Linked DNA regions of Sus scrofa: region 1 is linked to region 2. A link is a contact called in public HiChIP or PLAC-seq data. All regions are on one chromosome and are shown on one strand. Each heading gives the region's core, a stretch centred on a gene start, on an enhancer-like site or on the middle of the called end of the contact. The rest is flanking DNA. Distances are from core to core; before and after follow the strand shown. Region 1 holds the start of LMAN1 (protein ERGIC-53). Region 2 holds the start of PMAIP1 (phorbol-12-myristate-13-acetate-induced protein 1).

What was found. HiChIP or PLAC-seq counts read pairs in DNA pulled down with a chosen protein or histone mark.
Region 1: an H3K27ac HiChIP or PLAC-seq map of alveolar macrophages shows a contact between it and region 2. The contact joins the promoter of LMAN1 here to the promoter of PMAIP1 in region 2. A contact is called at or near these places in 1 of 5 promoter capture datasets (liver), 1 of 47 Hi-C or Micro-C datasets (liver) and 1 of 2 datasets of contacts at active chromatin or transcription factors (alveolar macrophages).

Annotation. Positions count from the first base shown.
Region 1 is chr1:161,605,175-161,608,379 of Sscrofa11.1, forward strand. LMAN1 (protein ERGIC-53) reads left to right here and starts at 1,948. Exons shown (of 14, transcript XM_021099870.1): 1 at 1,948-2,219. The coding sequence starts at 1,982. It overlaps LOC106509065 (a long non-coding RNA gene), which reads right to left and starts at 1,842. Exons shown (of 3, transcript XR_001306290.2): 1 at 1,363-1,842.
Region 2 is chr1:161,186,188-161,189,739 of Sscrofa11.1, forward strand. It overlaps PMAIP1 (phorbol-12-myristate-13-acetate-induced protein 1), which reads right to left and starts at 1,951. Exons shown (of 2, transcript NM_214147.2): 1 at 1,711-1,951. The coding sequence starts at 1,774.

The sequences.
Region 1 (3,205 bases), core at 698-3,197, 420 kb after region 2:
TTGACTCCTAGCCTGGAAACTTCCATATGCCATGGGTGTAGCCCTAAAGAGACAAATAATAATAATAATAATAATAATAAGCTAGTATGTGCAGAGTGCTTAGTGCAGTTTCTGGCATATAGAAAGCATTCATTATGTATTTTCCATAAAGATTAATAACATTTCTTTAACAAATATTTATGGATTCTTCACTCTTTTCAAGGTACAGAGCTAGTTCCCACAGAGATGAAAGAACTAAAGCTAAAAATGGTTAAATTCTCTCTCTCTCTCTCTTTTTTTTTTTTTTTTTTTTTTTTTTTTTTTTTTTTGCTTTTGGGGCCACACTCTCGGCGCATGGAAATTCCCAGGCTAGGGGTCAAATCGGAGCTGGGCTGCTGGCCTATGCCATGGCCACAGCCACAGCCACACAGGATCCAAGCCGTGTCTGCAATCTACACCACAGCTCATGGCAACATCAGATCCTTAAACCACTGAGCAAGCCCAGGGATCGAACCTTCGTCCTCATGGATGCTAGTCAGATTCGTTAACCACTGAGCTATGATGGGAACTCCTAAAATAGTTAAATTCTATGGACTGAAAACCCTGGAGAGCCTGGGGCAATGACCCACATATTCTATACAGACAATAAATATTTGTTCCTACTGTTGCTGAGGTGGTATGAGGAGTGTACTTTCATTTAGATACATCTGAAAAATGAAGAGTGGAGAGCCATAACTTAAAGATTTGATATTTGACAACCAGAAAGAGATTTAATAGTAATGGTTCATGAATCTGGAGATGAGAAGTTGGGAGGTTAATGAAAAATAATTAAAATAATGTGGGCATACAGTTCCTAGGGCAAGTGTGGTACTCATGGCCCCATTAAAAGCTAATGAAATAAACCATTTAAATCATACTTATTCTCAGATTTTTTAAAAAATTAAGACATTTATGAAAACAAAACTCTGGATGATCATTAATACTTTGACAATATTTTTCCTAGGTAAGGAAAAGAATCCTCTTTAAAATGCAAACCTTGTCGAATCAGAGAACAATACTATTTTTTTTTTTTTCTTTTTTGGCCACCTTCACAGCATGATTAAGTTCCAGGGTCAGGGATGGAACCTATGCCACAGCAGTGACCCCAGCCGCTGAAGTGACAAGGCTAGAGCCTTAACCCGCGGGAGCCACAAGAGAATCTGTAACAACAGTATCTCCAGGGTCCAGGTTCTATTGGTTCCTCCCTTCATGGCACATAATTCCTCTTATCAAAACTAAACAAAAATCAGTTTCATTTGAATCATTATTGCTATGGTTTTAAAAATTGGAAAGCTATTGGAATTACATTTTGAGAAAGGTAAAAGTTTAGTAATAAATTCATACCTGATTCAACACCAACAAAAGGATCCTAGGTCTCTCCAGCCCTGTGGATCGCTGGTTCCAGTTTGAAATGCCCTAACACAAGCTGGTGTAGCTCATTGGGCTGGGACTCTTAGTGTTCAGATTACGCTTCATTTCTAGAAAGACTGGCTTCTGCAAAGCCCACCTAATGAAAACCAGCTACTGAACAATTGGTATCAGGTCGAAAGGAATGCCTAGGTTTATTATGACCAGGGTGGACTGATGTGGTGTGTCCACAGCTGTCAGAGCTCAAGAATTCTAAGGTATATTAAGAGATACGAAAAAGCTCTTGCAGGTAGGCTTCGGGTCACCTCCTCCACTACTCCACGTCACATGGCAAGGGAACGCTGGAGCCCCTTTCCCGCCCTGGGAGAGGAGAAGAGAAGCACGAGGACCTTGACGCCCCGGGCCCGGTCCCCTATTACGTGGCCACGCCCCCAGATACTCCGTTTTCCCAGGTCGCCAGGATAGCAAAGGCTGAGGGCGGGTCTCACCTTTGCCCTCGGGGTCTCCCGGGCTCCGCCAATCAGCGAGCGCCCTGTTGGCCGTCCGGAGCTCCCGCCCGCCTCCTCCCGCCAGCGTCCGCTTACCAGAATCCAAGATGGCGAGATCCAGGCAAAGGGGTCTCCAGACTGGAGCTCGGCCGCTGTTCTGCGCCTTGCTGCTGTCGCTCTTTCGGTTCGTTGGGGGCGACGGCGTGGGAGGCGACCCCGCGGCTGCTGGCTCCACGGGCTCCTCAGCAGCGCAGCCACATCGCCGTTTCGAGTACAAATACAGCTTCAAGGGACCGCACCTGGTGCAGAGCGACGGGACCGTGCCCTTCTGGGCCTACGCGGGGAGTAAGCCGGGGCAGAGGGCGGGGGGATCTGGTCCCTTCCCTGCCTTGAGCCTCTTCTTCTTCACCTTCTCTCCGCTGCACATCGTACGCGCGGTGGAGGGGACCCTTCTCAGCAGCCCCTCCTGCAGGCCGACTCTGGTCCGCAAAGTTCCCTCCATCTCCCCCCAAGTCTTCCTCACATTCTCTCCACCCACCTTCCTCCTGTCCTCCCTTCTTTGATGTCTGTGCTTTCCGTTTGATCTAGAGGTTTTTCGTTACTTCCTACACTTCCAAAGGCTCACCTAAGCCCGCTTCTAGGCATCACGTTTCACCCTAACGCCACGTCTCAAGGGAAAACGTTTCCCTCGCCCCCACTCCTATCCATTCCAACCTGAGACCTGGTCTAGCAGCCCTCCACCTTCTTTCCTGCTTCCCCTCGGCCCTCCTCTGCTTTTTTCCCTTCGGGGTTAGCGGTAGGTAATGCTCCAGTTTGTACCTGATGCCCCCTGACGGCTCCAGAGTTGGCATGTGTTGGCTTTAGAGTAGTCTTTAGTTCAGAAGACATTCTTCTAACCCTGTTGGAACTGTACCTTAAATTTGCCTTTCTCAGTGACTTGATATGGTCTTCGATCTTTTATCTTGTATTAACACAGTATGTAACTTAATAGTGACACTCCTTGCTTTATTTAGTAGAAGAGTGTTGTTTTGTGGGTTTTTTTAATATTGATTGAGAACGAGGCTAAGAATAACATATGTAAAGCTATTTTTTGTTTTGTTTTTAGTTTGGGGGGAGAAATTATTTCAATTTCTCCTGTACTCCATGTTTTATTCACTCTGTGTTTGGCACTGTTAGACGCTGTTGATGGCTAAGTGCCTTGCTAGATATTTACATATGTGAAAGAAAACATATCTGTACTTTAGTGCTGATGTGTCACTGCTGACTAAGGAATCAGCGGTAGCACTTGGCACGCCATAAACTGTTCAGTGACCATCAGATACAACCTTTGA
Region 2 (3,552 bases), core at 701-3,200:
GACCCTGCAGATAGCCTATTTAGGCTCAGATAAACAAAAACTGTAAATATATATTAAAGTGGATTTTTAAACCTACATTTCAACCAATTTATCTTTTCCTAAGAGCTGAGTTAAATTTTCATAATTCCTAAAAAAAAAAACTTTATATAATCTCTGAGACCTAATAAATCTCTTGTAAGCTATCTTTCTTTATAGGCTACGGCGTCAAGCATTTGGAGAAGTATCTACAAAGACATGTTTTTTTCAGTGAGTGGAATATATTAACATGCTATCCTAAAAAACAAAAACAGAAACAAATTATCACTTAGCATACAATTTTGGAAGCCCTGAATTGTAAGAGGAAAAACTATCCCTTTCATTAAAAAGGGCAGATAATAGCACCTAGTTCTTTCCTTTTTGTTTTTTACATCTATAAATGTATTAATTTTTTGTTACATCTATAAATGTATTAATAAAAAATGTAACTGTGTGGTGATCGATGTTAACTAAACTTACTGTGGTAATCATGTCATAGTACACACATATATCAAATCATGGTGTACATCTAAAACTAATACAATGTTACATGTCACTTATACCTTAATTTTGGTTTTGTTTGTTTTTTTGTTGTTTTTACTGTATTACTGTCTAACCAAGTTTAAGAGGGACCTTTCTGCTGTCTCTTATTAATAGGGAGTAAGTCGGCTCTTGAAGATGATGGGAAATTTTTTGAAACATGGCCAGATTTCTGGGCCAGCACAAAAGACGGGCAAAGTTTCTTCCCTCCCAAGCAAGAGTCAAGAGAGCAGCCTGGTGCCAGCTTTGCCATGACCACACGGGCAATGCACCACTTCCTTTGAGCGGTCCATGGGCTCTAAAAAGTTAAACTAAGTATAAAACGGCCTATTACCATCTGATGTAACAGCAGTATGACCCACACAGATTTCCAGCTCAGAGACTTATTTGCCTTCTTTGCAACTGCTCCTTAGGAGCAGATGGCTGCTCCATTTGATAAGATTTATAAGGAAACCGACCTTAAATTATTTGATGAGGTACACGGATGGGGAAGGGCAGAGGAACGGGTGGATTGAAAAACATTGCGGACCAACTCCTGTTCTCCTACCCCATTTCTGCAGCTAATATCGATTGTTAAAATGTTACACTTCTAACAAAGAAGAAAAACTTTCTATTATCCTGATTTCACCAGTCCTTGTGGGACCTCCAACCCCTCCGTCAGTTTTTTGTGGAAGGCCTGTGATAGTATCAAGCATTATTACTGCCTGGGGTAGGGGGGTAAGGCTCAAAAGATCCAGAATACGGGAGGGAGAGGGCCTCCCTCAGAAAACGCTGGGAGGCCAGGAAGCTCCTGGAGCCTCTCTCGGCCCCACCCGCCATGGCAATGACTTTCTCCGCGTGGCTGGCGCCCGTACTTGCTCTTTTTCTTCCCATGGCCCAGGGGCAGAACAAGTGGGGATGGGAAAGCTGATCTCAGCATCCTCTGAAATGCTGCTGCATCCCAACCCTAAGCCGGACTCCCTCCCTGGTCATATCCACGGTCCGCGGTTAAACCCCTAAAGAACTTCCTGCCGGCGCCCCTAAAACATGTGCAAGGGCACAGCGCCGGCCTGACCTTGAGGCCCGGCGCACATGGGGTGACTCCGCCCGGACCGAGACCTCGACCCCAGCCTCCGCCCCGGGTCAGGATCTCCGCGGGCCCCAGCTGCTCTCTACCTGGCGGGAGGGCCACCCGCGTAGGGTTCGTCTGAGTGTTCCTACGAGACCTCCTTCCAGGCATCTCCGCAAACAGCAGCCGGAACTTTGCCGCAAAACTCCGAGAACTCAGTCCCCGGACCCGAGCACCTTGGCTCTGCAGGTAGCAGGCTGCGCGCGGGGCGGTCGGGCAGAAGCGAGCAAGCGGGAGAGAGCTAGAAAAGCAACACCCTGAACGCCCAAAAGCCTCTGAGGTTGGCGCTCCCGCCGCTGCCCGCGCTCCGACCTAATGGGGACTTCCCAGTGACGTAGAGAAACTTGACGCCGGGCCCGCCCCTGTCCCCGCCCCCTCGGACCAGCGCGCAAAGGGGCGGGGGGAGCGAGTAACTGGCCCAGCGCAGCGCGCGGTGCAGCGCGACCCGCCGGGACCCGCTGGCGACCTGCGGCGGCGCCGATCCGCGGCGGGGGGCGCCGGGAGCTTGGCGGGAGAGGCAAGGCCCAGCCTGGAAATTACTTCCTTGACAAACGAGTCAGCTGCAGACTTGTCGGGGTGTAGGAGTCGCGAGCGGAGAAAGGTTCTCCTAGCAGAAGGTTGGGGATGGGGAATCCTGGAGCTTCGTCCTTATCAGAAATGGGCAATTAGCGACGTCTGTAAACAAACCCCGAAAAGAGTTTAGAAGAGGACAGTTTTCAAACTCCGAGAACTTAGGAAGTTTCTGGGACGTGAAATGAAGAAAACTTTAATAACCATAGAGATGGTACCAGAAGCCAAGTGAGAAAAGTACCAGATTGAAACTGAAACTATTGGGAAATTGTTGCAAATTGAAAACTCGGAGCACGCGAGCAAACACTTTAGATTTGGGAGGGGGAGGGAATGTGAATGAGGGAGGGGGCTAACTAATTCACGGCTGGGTTGAAAAAGTAGAGCGTTTATTCCCCATGGGTCTCCTGACCATTGTAGATGTTTAGTAACACAAAAAAAGAGTAGGTCATCGTGTAGAAAACTTTCAATGCTTTGGTGGAGGAAAGAATGAGGAATCTGGGAATAGGAAGTTATTTGCACGATGTTTGGCTGGCACTTGAATACTTTTGTTTTTGTAAAAAGGAGGAGTCATTTGGAATGGTCATAGGTATTGAGGACCCCTTCATGCTAAGGGATTCCGCAGGCATTTCCTATTCTGTCCTCAGAACTACCCTACCAAGCTGGCATTCTTAGCATCGTGTGGCCACTTTAGATCGTGTGGTTCAAAAGCTGAAATTTGCAGAGATCGAGTTGCCTCAGCTCACACAGGCAGAGATCAGTGGCAGAATCTGAACCCTGGCAGGCCCATACCGAGCAAGCCCTCTTACCCACTGCCGCCTTACCAGGAATCAGTGTTTTAGAAAAAGAGTGTTCTTTTATTATCTGCCCTGAATAATGCAGAGGCTGTAAATTGGTTGCTTAGAGCTCCATGACTTTCTAGAAGTGCTTGGTTTGGTTCTCCGTATTGGTCTACCAGATGTCTTGTGAAAATTCGAATTGGTTTTCCAACATTTAAAAATGGAGAGATTACATTAAAAGTCCAGATTTCTGGCTTCCTTTAGGAAATCATTAGTTCCTGACAACGCAGGATCCGTTTTCCTAAAGAGCAGAGCGGGCTGGAGGCTGCCATTCCCCGTAGAGAGACATTGGGCGGGGTCACTCAGGTTGGCCACGCTCCCTGCTGTTTGTTTTTCTCATTTACTTGATCTGGCCCCAGTAGGCATTTGAACTTGTTTGTTTACCTTAAGTCACTCAATCAACACAAACCTGCAGGTTTTTATTTGTGGCTTGGTCCTGCAGAAATGTAGACAATGCTATAAGCATGGAACAAAACTACTCTT